2 separate regions of the Danio rerio genome follow, and region 2 is linked to region 1. A link is a contact called in public Micro-C data. All regions are on one chromosome and are shown on one strand. Each heading gives the region's core, a stretch centred on a gene start, on an enhancer-like site or on the middle of the called end of the contact. The rest is flanking DNA. Distances are from core to core; before and after follow the strand shown. Region 1 overlaps cdc42 (cell division cycle 42). Region 2 holds the start of svbp (small vasohibin binding protein).

The links. A called contact is a pair of places that touch in the nucleus more often than the background predicts.
Region 2: a Micro-C map of caudal fin shows a contact between it and region 1, with 4 times the contacts expected there. The contact joins the promoter of svbp here to the enhancer-like site in region 1. A contact is called at or near these places in 2 of 18 Hi-C or Micro-C datasets (caudal fin and an unstated tissue).

The regions. Positions count from the first base shown.
Region 1 is chr11:41,558,311-41,563,110 of GRCz12tu, reverse strand. It overlaps cdc42 (cell division cycle 42), which reads right to left. Exons shown (of 6, transcript NM_200632.2): 2 at 2,245-2,387; 3 at 2,021-2,093; 4 at 1,544-1,653. The coding sequence starts at 2,349. Among named protein-coding and RNA genes, the nearest start is that of cdc42, 15 kb to the right of the region's middle. Within about 2 kb of position 1,885, at least 13 of the 62 cell types and tissues checked have an H3K27ac peak or open chromatin away from gene starts, as enhancers often do. A contact at or near this core is called in caudal fin, where this site is marked.
Region 2 is chr11:41,933,008-41,937,807 of GRCz12tu, reverse strand. svbp (small vasohibin binding protein) reads right to left here and starts at 2,530. Exons shown (of 3, transcript NM_001202432.2): 1 at 2,463-2,530; 2 at 1,011-1,163; 3 at 1-727. The coding sequence starts at 1,121. The coding sequence ends at 641.

The sequences.
Region 1 (4,800 bases), core at 636-3,135:
TATCAGAATTTCACGGTTCGGTAATACCTCGGTATGAATGTCACGGTACGGTATTTATTGAATCATTTACAGGAAAAAAAAAAACTTTTGAAAATTCTCCAAAAAAGTGCCAAAAGTGTCAATGACATACAAATTAGCCATCTATCTGTAAGCTTTGAAACACTAACTTCAATTTTAATAACAAAAAATTATTAAACCATGTAAAAAAATTAAGTTTCAATTTAGTATTGTTGAAAACTCATCACATTCAACATTTAATCACTCACTCACTTAGATAGAGATGGGTTTAAAGGAAAATTATCATATAATTATAATCTGGTAAAAGCTGGTATCTCTGGGTATTTACAATGTCCCCTGCAACAGAAAAAAAAACCTCTCATTTGGGACTGAGGTTTCTGGGACAAGAGAGATATGACTTGGCCCAGGTTGACAGCAGTGGGTAACGTTGTGCATTGTCTTTCCCCCACTTGAGAAGACAAACCATGAGTGAGATAGAGATCTCTTTGCGGTACAAGTCAATGTCTGCATCAATCTGAACAGTGTGCTGTGTTTCTGCAGTCCCCATGACTGTTATTAGTCGTATTCCCCAACTTGCAGGCACGTGCACACATAGGGCTCAACCTGTGCAGTGCGCATGCCCTTTTTAGTCTTGGATAGAAAAATGCCCTTCCAAAACGATCAAAAGTGCCCCCGCGACGCGACACAACCTCCGTCCAATCCAGCCCTTCAGTAGGCGCGCGACAACACCTCTCTTGAATATGCGCGCTCAACCCCCCCTCGGCGCTTTACAATACGCGCGCCACAACACAGCTGATCAGAACGCGCGCGACAGCACCGCTATTCAGCACGTGCGCGGTGACAACACACGCTTTAGGTTCGATCATTTCCATCTTTTTTTCATCTCCGCTACTAGCAGCACACTCCATTTCCGCATTACTGGATCTGTAGCGACAACAGACCGCAAAGGATTATGGCCACGCCTGGGCTGATGGGAAATGTAGTTTTAGCTACGTCCCGTTCGCTTCATTCGCCTGAGCAAATTTTCTCAGAAGACTTATAGTTTTACCGAGTCATGCGACTTCGGTAATATCGAAAAAAATTAATATTGCGGTATGACGGTATTTACAATACCGTTACATCCCTAATATACACAGAAAATAATATATCCAAAGATGACTTATTCATTTGTAGTTATTTTTAAAACTAACAAAGCCAGCAGAATTCAATTATTTATTTTTATTATTTAGCCTGATATGTTTACTATTGCAAAATATTATAAACATTTCTTTAAATAAAATATAATGTGTCCAATGGGAAAAAAAGTTGATGTTTTTTCAGAATTTCATATATTCCATGCCTAGTTTAAAACGATGATAACTGTCAGTATTGAGTGAACTATCCCTTCAAGAGACAAATTTGCAGGGGGATCATTTTGCATGTAAACCCAGAAACATGATACACAAAAAAAAAAAAAGAAAAAAAAAAAAAAGAGCACAGAGACCAAAATGCATCATCCTGGCTGGTGTGAAGGATTCAAGCTCACCTTTTCTTTGACGTTTTCAAATGAAGAAGGTGAAACAACTGAGAAACAGACTAAGAAGACATCTGTCTGAGGGTAACTCAGGGGTCGTAATCTATCGTAATCTTCCTGACCTGGAGAGAAAGATGGAAATAAAAGCAGAAATTAAAGCACCTAAGAATGCATTTTCTATCCAGAACAACCAATGGACATCATTCAGCCAAGGCACATGCACAGTTAAAGACTCTGGGTCCCACAAATCCTCCAAAAAAGCAGTTCCAAGCTCAACCACCCTCCACAGGAATGTGTGGAATTCTCCAAAGCTCCTGAGGTCTAATTTCTACAACAATGACGATGGTGAATGTTTTTCTTTCCCATCAGCATATGAACTCCACCCTCACTTACAGAAAGACTTAAAAGCCTGAAAATTCCCTTCTATCCAACATATTTCGATTAAAGCTTAATGATGAAAGCTAATTAAAAGAGATATTTATACAGTACCTGCAGTATCAAACAGCCCCAGGGTGTACGGCTCACCACCAATCATAACCGTAACTGCATAGTTATCAAAGACCTGGAAGAGAAGCGAATACTGTAACCATTGTTTTCCTACAACAAATGAATTACAGCCACTGGAATAAAGCAGGAAATTTGACCAAAACGAGACAGGTCATGGCATGACTTTATGTAAGAGAATGCGAAATGAACCGGAAAGCTGTACTCACCGTTGGTACATATTCGGAGGGGAATTTATTAGTTGTATAGGAGATTAATAGACAGGTTTTACCCACTGCACCATCACCAACAACGACGCACTTGATCGTCTGCATAGCTGTGCTTTTATAAATCCACTGCTCTCATTCAAGATCTGCAAAGAAAAACAAGAGCGTTCACACAGGAGAAACATTACTCGTTCATAGCTGGCTCTTCGGTCTCAAGTTCAAAAGGTGTAAATAGACCCACTATAACACGTGGCATTACACAACACCTCCATGTCCACTACTGTCATGTGTGTGTGTGTGTGTGTGGAGCAACAGTGTACAGGACAAACACCGGAGGAAAGCAATAATAACGTGGCTCAAAAATAGATGGACTAAATGTCCATATTTAGTTTTAAAACAATGAATTAATACAGATTTTAAAATAAAACAATTCTCCTAAATATATTAAGAAACTGTCAACTTGGGCTGGTTTTGATTTAACTCAAGTTGAAGTTTAAATCGATTTATTCGAATGAAAATTGTTTTTCACCCTAATACACGACGCTCCCTAACACGGTCCCATTGTTCCCCCCCGATTTGCCATAGAAACACTCAAACAACATGGCAGCGTCAGCGAGCAAATAAGAACTCGGAGAAATGCTGCGCTCTTTGAAATAACATGGGTGCACAAACACACCCGCCAAAAAAATCTACATAATTCAGGCTCTCATTCACACATTCACAATCAAACACGCATTTAAAACTGCACGCCACACATTGTATTTCTCATGATAAGAAGTAAATGGATATGACAATTCAAGGAGAAGATGCGCATATGCGAAGAATAGGCATGGGCTGGTATAATAACCTTGGATAAGAAAAATAATCACAGTTTCACGGTATTGTAATTACTGCTCTAAAATACGTACTTTTTAAATGCCTTTGTAAAAAAAAAAAACTACCTTTCCCTCTATTGAACGCAATTATATTTTAGACCAGTAACTTTTGATGTAGAAGTTCTTTTTCTGCTGAAGATATTGTTGCCCTAAAAACTAAATGAAATAGTTGCGAAAAACAAGAGAAAAATTATTTACATATACCTTGGGAACGGTATAACAGAAAACTTTGGCAGTTTTAAAACCTTAAATTTTTCAAACAGTAGTATACCTTGAAACTGGTTATCGACCCATGCCTAGAAAGGAACTGTTACCAATCTAATGTTGAAATCTAACGTTGCTGTTTCCAGAAAAATTACATGACCCTGCCGCGAAGACGTTAACTGTAAACATTAACACCGACAAAACTCGCTCAGTGCACTACTAATCTACCATATGCAATGACCCCACGCAAATAAAAGCAATGAAATGCAACCCGCGAGCCTAATAAGTAATTTATATGAACTGATATAACACAAAATACAACTAAAACGCTCATTAAAAAAACTAATGAAATAATCTTGAAAAAGGTCCCTTTTTAAGCACTCATTATGAGTTCACCTTCACTGTATTTGTATAAAATAGTTCAATTTAGATTATTATTATTATTATAAATGTCTTGTATGCAATTATAAATAGACTTTGTTAAATTTGAAGACAGATTTTTTTTCTTTAGCATTTTTATGTTCTATAATTAATTATAATTATGATGAGGTTATACATGTTAATAACCTTCAACTCAATTTAGTACATTTATTATTTTTTTTGTGGAAAAAAAAAATCAGGGATGTTTTATAGACCATATCGTCCAGCCCTACTGTCAACCTAGAAATCTAATCTCTATTGAATTTAAAAACATCTTTACTTACACAAATGGCAGAAAGGTGACATTAAGGAAAGGGATCTTGAAATGTCACAAAAAAGTCTCACTTAAAAATCAGCGTCAACGTTTCCCATTAACTTTGAATGGGTGACGTCAAGTGTAGCTGAACTGAATTGTGGCGCCACTTCAGTGGCATTGCTCGCTGCAGAAGTTGGGGATTTTTTAATTTTTCAAACGTCAATAGAAGCATCAGGCAATCAGATTGCTTTATGCAAACACCCTTGCTCAGTGGTCAATTGTGGAATAATTTAATTGGCTAACATTGCTATGAAGATCGCGTCAGCCCCATGCACTCGATCAAGCATTGACGCTGAAGTCCCGTGAGAATGCATGGTAAGAATTAAAGGCTATAGAGTACAAGTCATATTTGAAAGCTATTTGTATGGCTTCCAGAGTCCAGCAGAGCTAAAGTCTTCTCTACTGTATGTTCTGAACTGACCATAGGATCTAAATCAATGTTTCCTCCACCACAAAACAAATATACAGCACAACTAGCATTGACTGATTTACTGCCAACTGCGACTTTTAATGAAATGCTAGTTGCAAGTTGGGGAAGTCAGAGTCATGATTGATTGTAAATCAACAAAGTGCAGTTAAAAATTTCACAAACCCTAGCTGCAATGAAGAAATAAAATCTTATGATCTGTAATCATATCGTCTACATTTGCCAGTGTTATACAAAAACAGTCTGTATAAAGAATCTCAGAGTGAAGTTTCTCACATTAGCTTTCACTGAACAGTTCTCCACGTTACACAAAATGC
Region 2 (4,800 bases), core at 1,281-3,780, 370 kb before region 1:
CAATAATTTCCCTTCATATTCATATACATATTCACCTCAATATATCATAAAAAGGGTTTTAACTGTATTTATTTATCCTCAAAATCCCAGTATAGTCGGCACAAGTAGTGTAGTGGTTAGTGCATCGACAAATGCACTCCGGTGCTCACGGCAACCTGAGTTTGATTCCAGCCTTGCGGTCCTGAGCCTTCCTCTCTCTCTGCTCCCCATGCTTTCCTGTCAATACTCTCTACTGTTCTATCCAATAAAGGTGAAAACCCCGAAAAAAAATCCCAGTATATCCACAGTTTCATTTAAATCTTAAATGACCAGCCGGTGAGAAAAATAACAGAATATTTTCCAATGTTTAGGTATATTTTTTAAAGTGAAAATGAAATGACAGCACTGTCCAGGGTGGTGCTTTGATAAACATGACACATTATTATGATATGTCTGGTTTTGTGCATACTGACAAGCATTTGTGGCGTGATTGTACAGTTTGATTCAATCCAATACAGTCAAGCATTCTAGAGTGAATACAATTCGGTGTAAATGACGGTGTAAATGAAAGGGTTGATTATCATATGGTTTACAATAATACGGGTAAAATGGTAAGTTACTTAACCCTAACCTGTGTGTTTACTCTGACTGGAGTTCTTCCTCATTCTGATTGTGACTGCATCTGCTTGCAGAAGGCCTCAAATTGCTGCTGTTCAAGTTCGGTCATGACTTTGTTCAGGGCATAAATCTGACACATAAAAAAACAGAAACAGAAAGTTAGTTTCACTATATACGGTAGACCACAGGTGTCAAAGCCAGTTCCTGAAGGGGGTTGCAGCTCTGCACAGTTTAGTTCCAACCTTAATTAAACACACCTGATCAAACTAATTGAGCCCTTCAGTCTTGTTTGAGACCTACAGGTAAGTATGTTGAAGCAGGGCTGGAACTAAACTGGGCAGATCTGCGGCCCTCCAGAAGCTGTAATCAACACCTGTGTTGTAGACCAATCACATCAGACCGAACCAGATCACCTCTGCTCTCTGTCTCTGCTTCAGCTCCTGCTGGGCTGTTTTCTGTTTCGTTCTGTCTCCACGCGTTGGTGTTTGCTGTTTCTGTTTGTCTTTTCGACATGCTGGCTCCATTTCGGAAGCAGATGGACACAATTTGGAGTCAGGATAATTTAGCTGAAATAAAGACAAAAAAGTCAATTAAATAACAGCAACTTACAACATACATACACTACCTGACAAAAGTCTTGTCGGTTATCCCAGTTGTAAGAGCAACAAATAATAACTTGACTTCAAGTTGATCACTTGGAAAAGTGGGAAAAGGTCTGTTGAGCTGCATCCCAATCATCACAAATACTGCAGAAGACCCACTGGAACCCACATAGACCCATGATTCTCACAAAAATCAGTCAAGTTTGGTAAAGGAAAAATCATGGTTTGGGGTTACATTCAATATGGGGGCGTGCGAGAGATCTGCGGAGTGGATGGCAACATCAACAGCCTGAGGTATCGAGACATTTTCGCTGCCCATTACATTACAAACCACAGGAGAGGGCAAATTCTCAAGCAGGATAGCGCTCCTTCTCATACTTCAGCCTCCACATCAAAGCTCCTGAAAGAAGGTCAAGGTGCTCCAGGATTGGCCAGTTCAGTCACCAGATATGAACATTATTGAGCATGTCTGATGTAAGATGGAGGAGGCATTAAAGATGAATTCAAAGAGTCTTGATGAACTCTGGGAGTCCTGCAAGAACGCTTTCTTTGCCATTCCAGATGACTTTATTAATAAGTGATTTGAGTCAGTGCAGAGATGTATGGATGCAGTCCTCTGAGCTCATGATGGAGTCAGACACAATATTCATTCTTTCTCCACTGCAGCATGACTTTATATTCTATACTGAACATTATTTCTGTTAAGTGACGAGACTTTTGTCGAAGCAAAGTCAGACCTTACCGTCCTAATTAAATCATTAACTTAATTATATTAAGACTTGTGTCAGTGAGTGTAACGTTAAAAGGGGATTGCTACTATTCAGATGCCAAAGAAAGGGATTTACTTATTTCTTAAACTCCCAATGTATAGATGCGAATGTCAAAATACAGAAAATTCTAAGTTAAAACTCACTCGTTCGTCTTCTTTTTAGGTCATATTTACACTAATATTATCTATTTAGCTTTTCTCTAAACACTTCCACAGACATATTTGTTGGAAACCACAGACCTCAGACTGAAAACATAAATAGTATGTTATTAAACAAGTTAACATTCAGGGGTTCGTAATTGTTTTCTTGGTATGGATTCAGAAATAAATGCACTAACACATTTAGACTTCTGTTCATTAGTTTAGCAAATTAACCTAACGTTAGCCTGAAATATTTTTTCGATCATTTTATTATCATACTACAAACTCAGTATGTTAAAAACATAAGAAATACAAAAAAACTAAGAAAATGAAAGAACCAAGGGGTGTCCTACCTTATTATTTTTGACGAAAAACAGTCAACGAAGATGAAACGAGTAGCAGTGTGGTGTCACTTATAAATAAACCCGGTCAGGAATTGCGGAAATCCTAAAAGGTTCCTATAACGTTACAATCAAATACGACCGGTTGTATTTCAGTAAAAGTTTTTTTTTTAATATTAACGTCACCTTACTTTATTGTTGAAATCTATTACCCTGGACGTATATAACAACTCTAACAAAAGTCAACAACGATAAACGGCATGCTTATATCAAAAAGCTTAGAGTGGTTCTCTTTGCTTATATGACGCCGTACCTATGCTCATACATTTCTTTTGTGAATTTACACGCTATCATTCATTCATTCATTCATTCATTCATTCATTCATTCATTCATTCATTCATTCATTTTCCTTTGGCTTCCTTTATTCACAAGGGGTCGCCACAGCAGAATGAACCGATAACTTTTGCAGCATAGCTTCGTTTTACACAGCGGATGCCCTTCCAGCTGCAACCTAGGAAACACCCATACACTCTCACATTCACAGTCATATCCTATGGCCAATATTGTTTATTCTATTTACACGCTATATAGACACACAATGTTATACTTTTATAACACATTTATTAATTAACAGACAATGTCTCAACAAGCTCGTCAAGTCAGTGTTTTAGAATTATGCATGTAAACTTTAAAACAATAAAATATAAATAGTTTTAGTTAAAAATGTGACAACTACACTGAAAAAAAAAATATATATATATAAATATATTTTTTTATTTTTTTGCTCGTTCAAACTGCTTATTTAAAATTAGTTGAAACAACACATTTCTTGAGATTTCATTGGGAAAACTTAATTTTTATGTTCAATCCACATAATTTGTCAAAAGGTAACTTAATTCAATCATGTTGTACCAACACAAATTGATTGTGTGGAACTCTGCATTTTTATAGTGCAGCATCAGTATCCCTTACTACCTAGTCTATATTAAATAATAAAGCAATGCGTAGAAAATAAATAACAAAGCATTAAAGACGTTAAATCATGCACAAGTGATTATGTAAAATACCACAATATCAATTGCTTGCAAAAATAAACTGCGCCACTAGAGACCGCCATTATACCGCTGTTGAAAGCCTACTCTGTTGAGACGTTTTTCTTTTTTCCCCGATTGACTCGTGTTAATTTAGTGCCTGCTTATCTTTAAAAAACAACGCCGATGTATGTGCATTTGCTAAATAAACAGATTTTTACCCCATTATTTATGTATGTAGTAACAGTTGAACCGACTGAGCCTAATAAAGTATCCAGAGACTTAAACATCAACGAGCCCCAAATGCGTTCAGTCATTCAGAAATAATAAAAGCATTTCACTCTAGCTTTCAGTGTTCCTAATAAAGGCATAGTTCACCAAAAACAAAAATGTGCAATCATTTACTCACCCTCAAGTGGTTGCAGACCTATATATATATATATATATATATATATATATATATATATATATATATATATATATATATATATATATAGGTCTGCAACCACTTGAGGGTGAGTATATATATATATATATATATATATATATATATATATATATATATATATATATATATATATATATATATATATATATATATATATATATATCATTCATTTTCTTGTCGGCTTAGTCCCTGGCGGAATGAACCGCCAACTAATCCAGCAAGTTTTTACACAGCGGATGCCCTTCCAGCCACAACCCATCTCTGGGAAACATTCACACACACACTCATACACTACAGACAATTTAGCCTACCCAATTCACCTGTACCGCATGTCTTTGGACTGTGGGGGAAACCGGAGCACCTGGAGGAAACCCACGCGAACGCAGGGAGAACATGCAAACTCCACACAGAAACGCCAACTGAGCCGAGGATCGAACCAGCGACCCAGTGACCTTTTTGCTGTGATGCGAACATGCTACCCACTGCGCCACCTATATATATATATATTTTTTTTTTTTTTTCTTTGTTTTTTCTGTTGAGCACAAAAGAAGATAATTGGAAGAATGTTAGAAAACCGACAGCCATTGACTTCCATAGTAGGGAAAAATACTTAAAATACTTTGGAAGTCAATTACATTTTTCTAAATATCTTATTGTTTTGTCCAGCAGAAAAAAAGAAACTCAAACAGGAATCAAACAACCCAGGTAGCAAAGAAATCTGGCCCAGATTTGCTATAAAGCTGGCACAGCAGGCATTCATCCGACACTGGCATACAGCATGCGGGCCAAATAAGGCCTGAGTTTGACTGAGGTGGCACTGTCTTTAAGGCACATAAGATTTAGGCCAGATATCAAATGTAGGATTTGGAC